2 separate regions of the Triticum aestivum genome follow, and region 1 is linked to region 2. Evidence: chromatin contacts called from public Hi-C data. All regions are on one chromosome and are shown on one strand. Each heading gives the region's core, a stretch centred on a gene start, on an enhancer-like site or on the middle of the called end of the contact. The rest is flanking DNA. Distances are from core to core; before and after follow the strand shown.

Evidence for each region. A called contact is a pair of places that touch in the nucleus more often than the background predicts.
Region 1: a Hi-C map of leaf shows a contact between it and region 2, with 3 times the contacts expected there. The contact joins the promoter of LOC123046199 here to the promoter of LOC123046197 in region 2. A contact is called at or near these places in 2 of 5 Hi-C or Micro-C datasets (both in leaf).

Annotation. Positions count from the first base shown.
Region 1 is chr2B:590,690,473-590,693,188 of IWGSC CS RefSeq v2.1, reverse strand. LOC123046199 (glutamate dehydrogenase 2, mitochondrial) reads right to left here and starts at 1,296. Exons shown (of 9, transcript XM_044469506.1): 1 at 929-1,296; 2 at 711-824. The coding sequence starts at 1,036.
Region 2 is chr2B:590,536,041-590,538,846 of IWGSC CS RefSeq v2.1, reverse strand. LOC123046197 (subtilisin-like protease SBT2.5) reads right to left here and starts at 1,284. Exons shown (of 8, transcript XM_044469505.1): 1 at 1,068-1,284; 2 at 840-990; 3 at 1-236. The coding sequence starts at 1,267.

The sequences.
Region 1 (2,716 bases), core at 47-2,546, 150 kb before region 2:
TCAACGAATAACAAGACCGGGCACACATTCTTTTGTCATTGTCGTTAACAGTCTATATGCTGCTCGTTACACAATCAACGTATAAAATAGCGCTTACTTACAAAAGGTAATTCAGTCAAATAACCGACAAAATATTGGTTCAACGGATAACAAGATCCAGCACCAGACATTCTTTTGTCGTCATCGATAACAGTTTATTTTGTCGAGCGTTACAGAATCAACGACTTCGAAGATATGCCAGGTTGTTTCGACAGTTTAACAACAGAAATATGAGCTTGTAATAACAGAGGAGCATTGCATGCTCTCATTAAAAAGGATTCTATAGCTTCAAATCATTTGCCTGACAAAATGACAGCAAGGAGAATCTACATGATGTCCTAAACTAAGCATACAGGCGAAAGTCAAGTAGCAGAGCTGGACACAGCATACAAAAATAACCTAAGAATGCCAAGCACCATGGATCCACATCTTTGAATTGAAAAAGAAACAATGACATCGTTGACCATGAGCAATGGATGTAAAAGCATGCCAGGTTGGCAAGCAATCCAGCAATTTTTGCGTGTGTTAATTTGCTTATTCTTTTAGGGTCACAATCGCTTTTTTGAGAGCTATTTCGATGCGTCTTGTTTTAGGCTTTCAGGAGAAATCGCAATCAAATTGACAGAAGTAGCAAGACAATCCCACGAGGAGATGAGAAGAGATCCCGTCACCTCGGGGTGGTAGCGGATGCCACCTTTCATGGGCCCGCGGGCATTGTCGTGCTGCACGCGGAAGCCCACGAAGGAGGCCAGCGTGCCGTCGTCCTTGGGGATGGTGCATTCGACCTGCGAAGGAAAGGAACCCAAGATGATAAGCAAAACAAAGTCAAGGTCCGGTCGGCGGCGAGGAGAGGAGGGAAGAGAGAAGAGAGAAGAGAAGACGGCGGGACCTTGATCTCGCGGAAGGGGATGAGGAGGCTCTTCTCGAGCTTGGAGTCGAGGCCGAGCAGCCGGGCGGCCTGGCGGAAGTTGCGGCTGGTCGCGGCGAGCGCGTTCATGGCTGCGGCGGCGGCGCGGCGAGGCGCGGCGCGGCGGGCTAACTTCTTTTCTTCCCCGGCCCGCTCCAACAACCTCCTCAACCGCAAGGAAATCGGGCGAAAGGGACAGACAAGGGGCGACGGAAACACGCGCACGCGAGGGGGCGAGATCGTGGTGGGGGTGGGGCTCTCGCGGCCAGAAAGGGCAAGGCGGGCGTAAAAAGGGCGGATTTTTGTCCGGAGATCGAGGGGGACGCGAGCTCCGGTTGTTTGGAGGGAGCCAAGGCCCAAGGAGGAGGAGGATATTAATAGGGAGGGAGTGAGGGAGGGGCGCGCATGAACAACGACCGAGCAGGCCATTAACGTGCACCGGCCCTCTTCTTCCGTCTGATGGACGGATCACGCCGCTGCGTGTGAGATGACTGGGACCAGACGACGATTAGTTTTTTCTTTTTCTTTTCTGAGTTGAGTTGAGCCGACGAGATTAGTTAGATGGATCCTGCAGCACGCCTTGGCAGTTTTGGAGCGTAATTACTCGCGATCGCGGGTCACAGCTGTGTAGAGCGAGGAAAATCGGGGCCCCACGCGAGCCAGGGAAGGGGCGATGCTCGCTCGTTCGTTCGTTGGTCCAACCGGACGGTGTGCTGGTACTACTTGATGGCCCACCTGCCAGTCAGGGCATGTGCATCCCATGCCCGACCTTTCCGGCGCGCTTTTCGCGTTTGTTTTTCTCGCTTTCGCGTAGGTCCGTCCATCTGCCTCAACTGAAAGTCGGAAACGTGTGTGTTTCCTTCCTCCCGTTGATTTTTGTTTGCATCTATCTCCTCCTCCGCCCCGGCTGGATTCTCTGCGCTCCCCACCCCGGAGAATGCCATGTGATCCCTGGCTGCGTTGCCTGCAAGAGTACGGTGGGGTGGCGAACTTGGCCTCGTCCCCCCCTGACAGTGAAAAGGACGGTGGGGAGTGAACGAGGAGAAGGACCATCTGGCCAGGGTGCATCTCGCCCCGCGAAGCGCCTCCCCGGGAAAATGCCCAGTTCGGAGGAGCAAGCCTTTCACTCCAAGTGAAACTGCTGCTGCAACGCGGATGTGGACGGAGGCCGTGGAATGGACGTATCCGTGCAGACAGTCAGTGCCAGCACCGCGCCGCGCCTCGCTTCTCCTGAGTTGGTGGAACGGATCACGGGTCGTCCAGTCCCCCGTTTCTGTCTGTGGCCGTGTCTTCATGCGACGGTGGGAAAGGACTGACTGGTGCTGCGCGTCGTCTGTAGGACTAGCCCGGATTAGTAAGGGCATGTACAATGGTTCTATCTTAGGAGTGCCACGTAGGATAAATGATGAGGTGGAGGAGAGAGAACTTATAAGAAAAGGCTTGTCTTATCTTATTTAAGAGAAGACAAGAGATGATCTCTTAGCACAATATGTCTCAACACGTTTTTAGGAATTGCTAGTTATTGAAGATAAGGCTAAGAGATGACCCATTGTAGACTCTGTTTTTTGTCATCTCTAGATTACATGCAAGACTTAAGATAAGACTATCTTATCAACCATTGTACATGCCCTAAGGAATACCCCCTCGAAAAAAGATTAGTAAGGAATGTCGCAATCTAAATTTGTTATGTATGGTTGTAGACTCCGATCAACAAATACCCAGTGGCACACCTCAAAACATCATTTTCTGGCCAAACGGTTGTACCAGAAC
Region 2 (2,806 bases), core at 35-2,534:
TTGGAAGGTGGCTGCTTTGATTGGTTCGAGAAGCTGGCAAAGCTTGGGTTTTGGGGGTCAATGCCAGTATCAATCATGCCAATGACTATTCCATCACCAGAATTCTCAGCACCACCAAGCAGTGGCCATACCCCACTGGCTCCAATGTACTTTGGAGTGTATGTGGTCATCTTGGCCATTTTGATGTCTTCTTGAACGAGTCTAACTCCTTTTGCGCCTCTAAGAATTTTAGCCGCCTGTTGCACATATAACAAAAGAGAGAGGCAGCCAGTTTAAGCCTCAACAGAGACAACTGAACTATTCCTATTTGTCAAAATTCAGAAAGAATAACCTGCAAAAAGATAGGGCATAAGAACTAAGAAGTTTCAAGCATGTCAGGTTCAGAACAAATGCGCTTATATTATAGTTTTATGTGAATTGATGCTGTGTTGCTCGTCTCCATGTAAACTTATGGATTCATGTTTCAAGATACATAGAATCATATGATAATCGAACAACTTAAAGACTGTTAATTGCTCAAAAGACAAACTGGAGCAGATTATCTGGCTTTTCAGCAAAATAACTCATGATGATATTCAACTATAGCAAAACTTCTTTCAAATTTTCTCTACTATTTTATCTTCACGCATATACTGAATTCAGCATCATTTATTGTTGTATGGCAAAACTTCCTTCAAATTTTACCCTGGAAATACTACTGAGACTGGCAAGAGAATCACTGTCTGTTCAGCATGTTCTATCTATTCCATATTGGTTGTAAGTAGACTTTTCTAATTTGTTTGTTTAACAGATAATATACCTAAAACAATACTATGCACTTTATAGGCTAGAAAGAGCACCTTTTCAGAGTTTGCATGAACAGCAAAGCCATTAAGCAGGTGAGTGTAGCTGTACAGTTTCTTGTAAGATCCTACGGTCAGAAATGATTCCAGGAAGGCGTCGTGCTTCGTCGTGGACATTTCCTTGTACTTTTGAGCTTCCTCGCCTCTCCTGGATGAAATTCCATCAATATGAGTTATTTTCAAAAGATAACAAAGTAAAAAGATTCAGGGATGGAGATCACGTACATTACACCCTTCCGGCTTGCCTTGTAGGAAACAACTGGATCATCCTCCATCACCACCATATAAACCTTGGCAGATACATGAGATGGACCGCGATTTAGGCTCAGTAAAGTAAGAACAGAGCATAGCACTAGAGATGGCTTGGGAAAGGCCATGTCAGTGGTGTCACTGCACAGTTGTATGAAGCTTTCCAAAACTTCCATGGTTGAACATATGTGCTTATATATGTTGTGTGAAAGAATGTTAGGTGAGGATTGGAGGGAATTAAAAAGGGCCATGGACCTGGTACATCAAGAAATGCCTTGTTCATAACTAGGCCTCAAAAAGCACGCGGTAAGCAGTTCCCAACCTCCATGAGACCCTTCTTTGGCTCCTCAACTATCAGCAGTTAGCAGAATTATAGGTCCTGGTAAGTCAAGTAAAACATACTCCCTCTGTAAACAAATATAAGAGTGTTTAGATCACTAAAATAGTTATCTAAACGCTATTATATTTCTTTACGGAGGGAGTATTATTGTAGAATCACTCTATATAGCATCTATAAAGTAAAATACAAACATCTATAAAATAAAATAAATTGACGAACCTATTTCCAAACAACTAATGAGTTGATGAATCAGTTATCCCTTCAGAGATGCCGGATTCAGTTTTTCCTGAAATCAAATCAAAATATCAAATGTTTGGGTTCTAAGTTCTAACTGAAGAATTAGCCTCGCAAAAAAAAAACTGAAGAATTAATCCATCTATGCTGGAGCATCATGCGTCTGATTTGGTTTCAATAAAGGCTAGTAGGTAACATCGCAACGCCAAGAGAGAAAAAAAAATGCATTCCCCCGCTTTGTGTGACAACAAGAACCGGCCCAGATAAATCGGCTAGGCAACTCATGTCCTTTAGACCTTGACGCAAAAGAAGGAACCGTGGAATGTACCACTCTGTTTGTTACTCCTGCCACCCCCCAAACCCAAATCACACAAAGATTCCTGTGAGACTGCATCTCGAGGCTCAAATGAGTCGGAGCCAATATCCTATGTTCCTAATTGATTGCTGCAAAAATCACCAGAGGCCGCTGTAAATCGCAAGCGAGCATTTGTCTAAAAGTAACAGTTCAGATCGTTTATGAGAACAGAAAAATAAAACAGTTCGTATGGGATGAATCCAAAGGAGTAGTAATACACAGCTGTAATGCAAGACAATCTCAAAAAAAAAGTGGAATTGAAGAAATTTACACGGCGCGACGCTCGCCACCGTTCCTAGGCTTCCGTTGGCCGTCTTGAGTGAAGAGTAGAGATGGGGAATCGCCTCGCCCGCCATTCCTTTTCAGTTCCATTCTTTTTTTTTTGGGTGCCGGGTCTCTTCTAAAGAGAAGTTTTCCTTTTTTTTTAGCAGACGGAAGGAGTTTTTTTTCTCAGCTTCGGCCTTTTGGTCAGCCCAAAGCTGAGATGTTGGGCTTTCTCATGACCAACCCAAAACCAACTCATCCAAAAAAAGTTCTCAAAAAGAAAAATCTAAAAAAATTCAAAACAAAAACTCTAAACCATCTGTCAACAAAAGCCAACTCCGAAACGACAAAATCACTAATTAATACTCCCTCCATTCCTTTATGTAAGGTGCATTATTTTTGGCACGATGACGAAGACACATAATTATAGATTAACTAAGACGAAATTATCCTTGTCTAATTTATTGATTAGAGGCAGGTAAATCATTCACGCTATGAAAGAAAGAGATACACACAATCAAA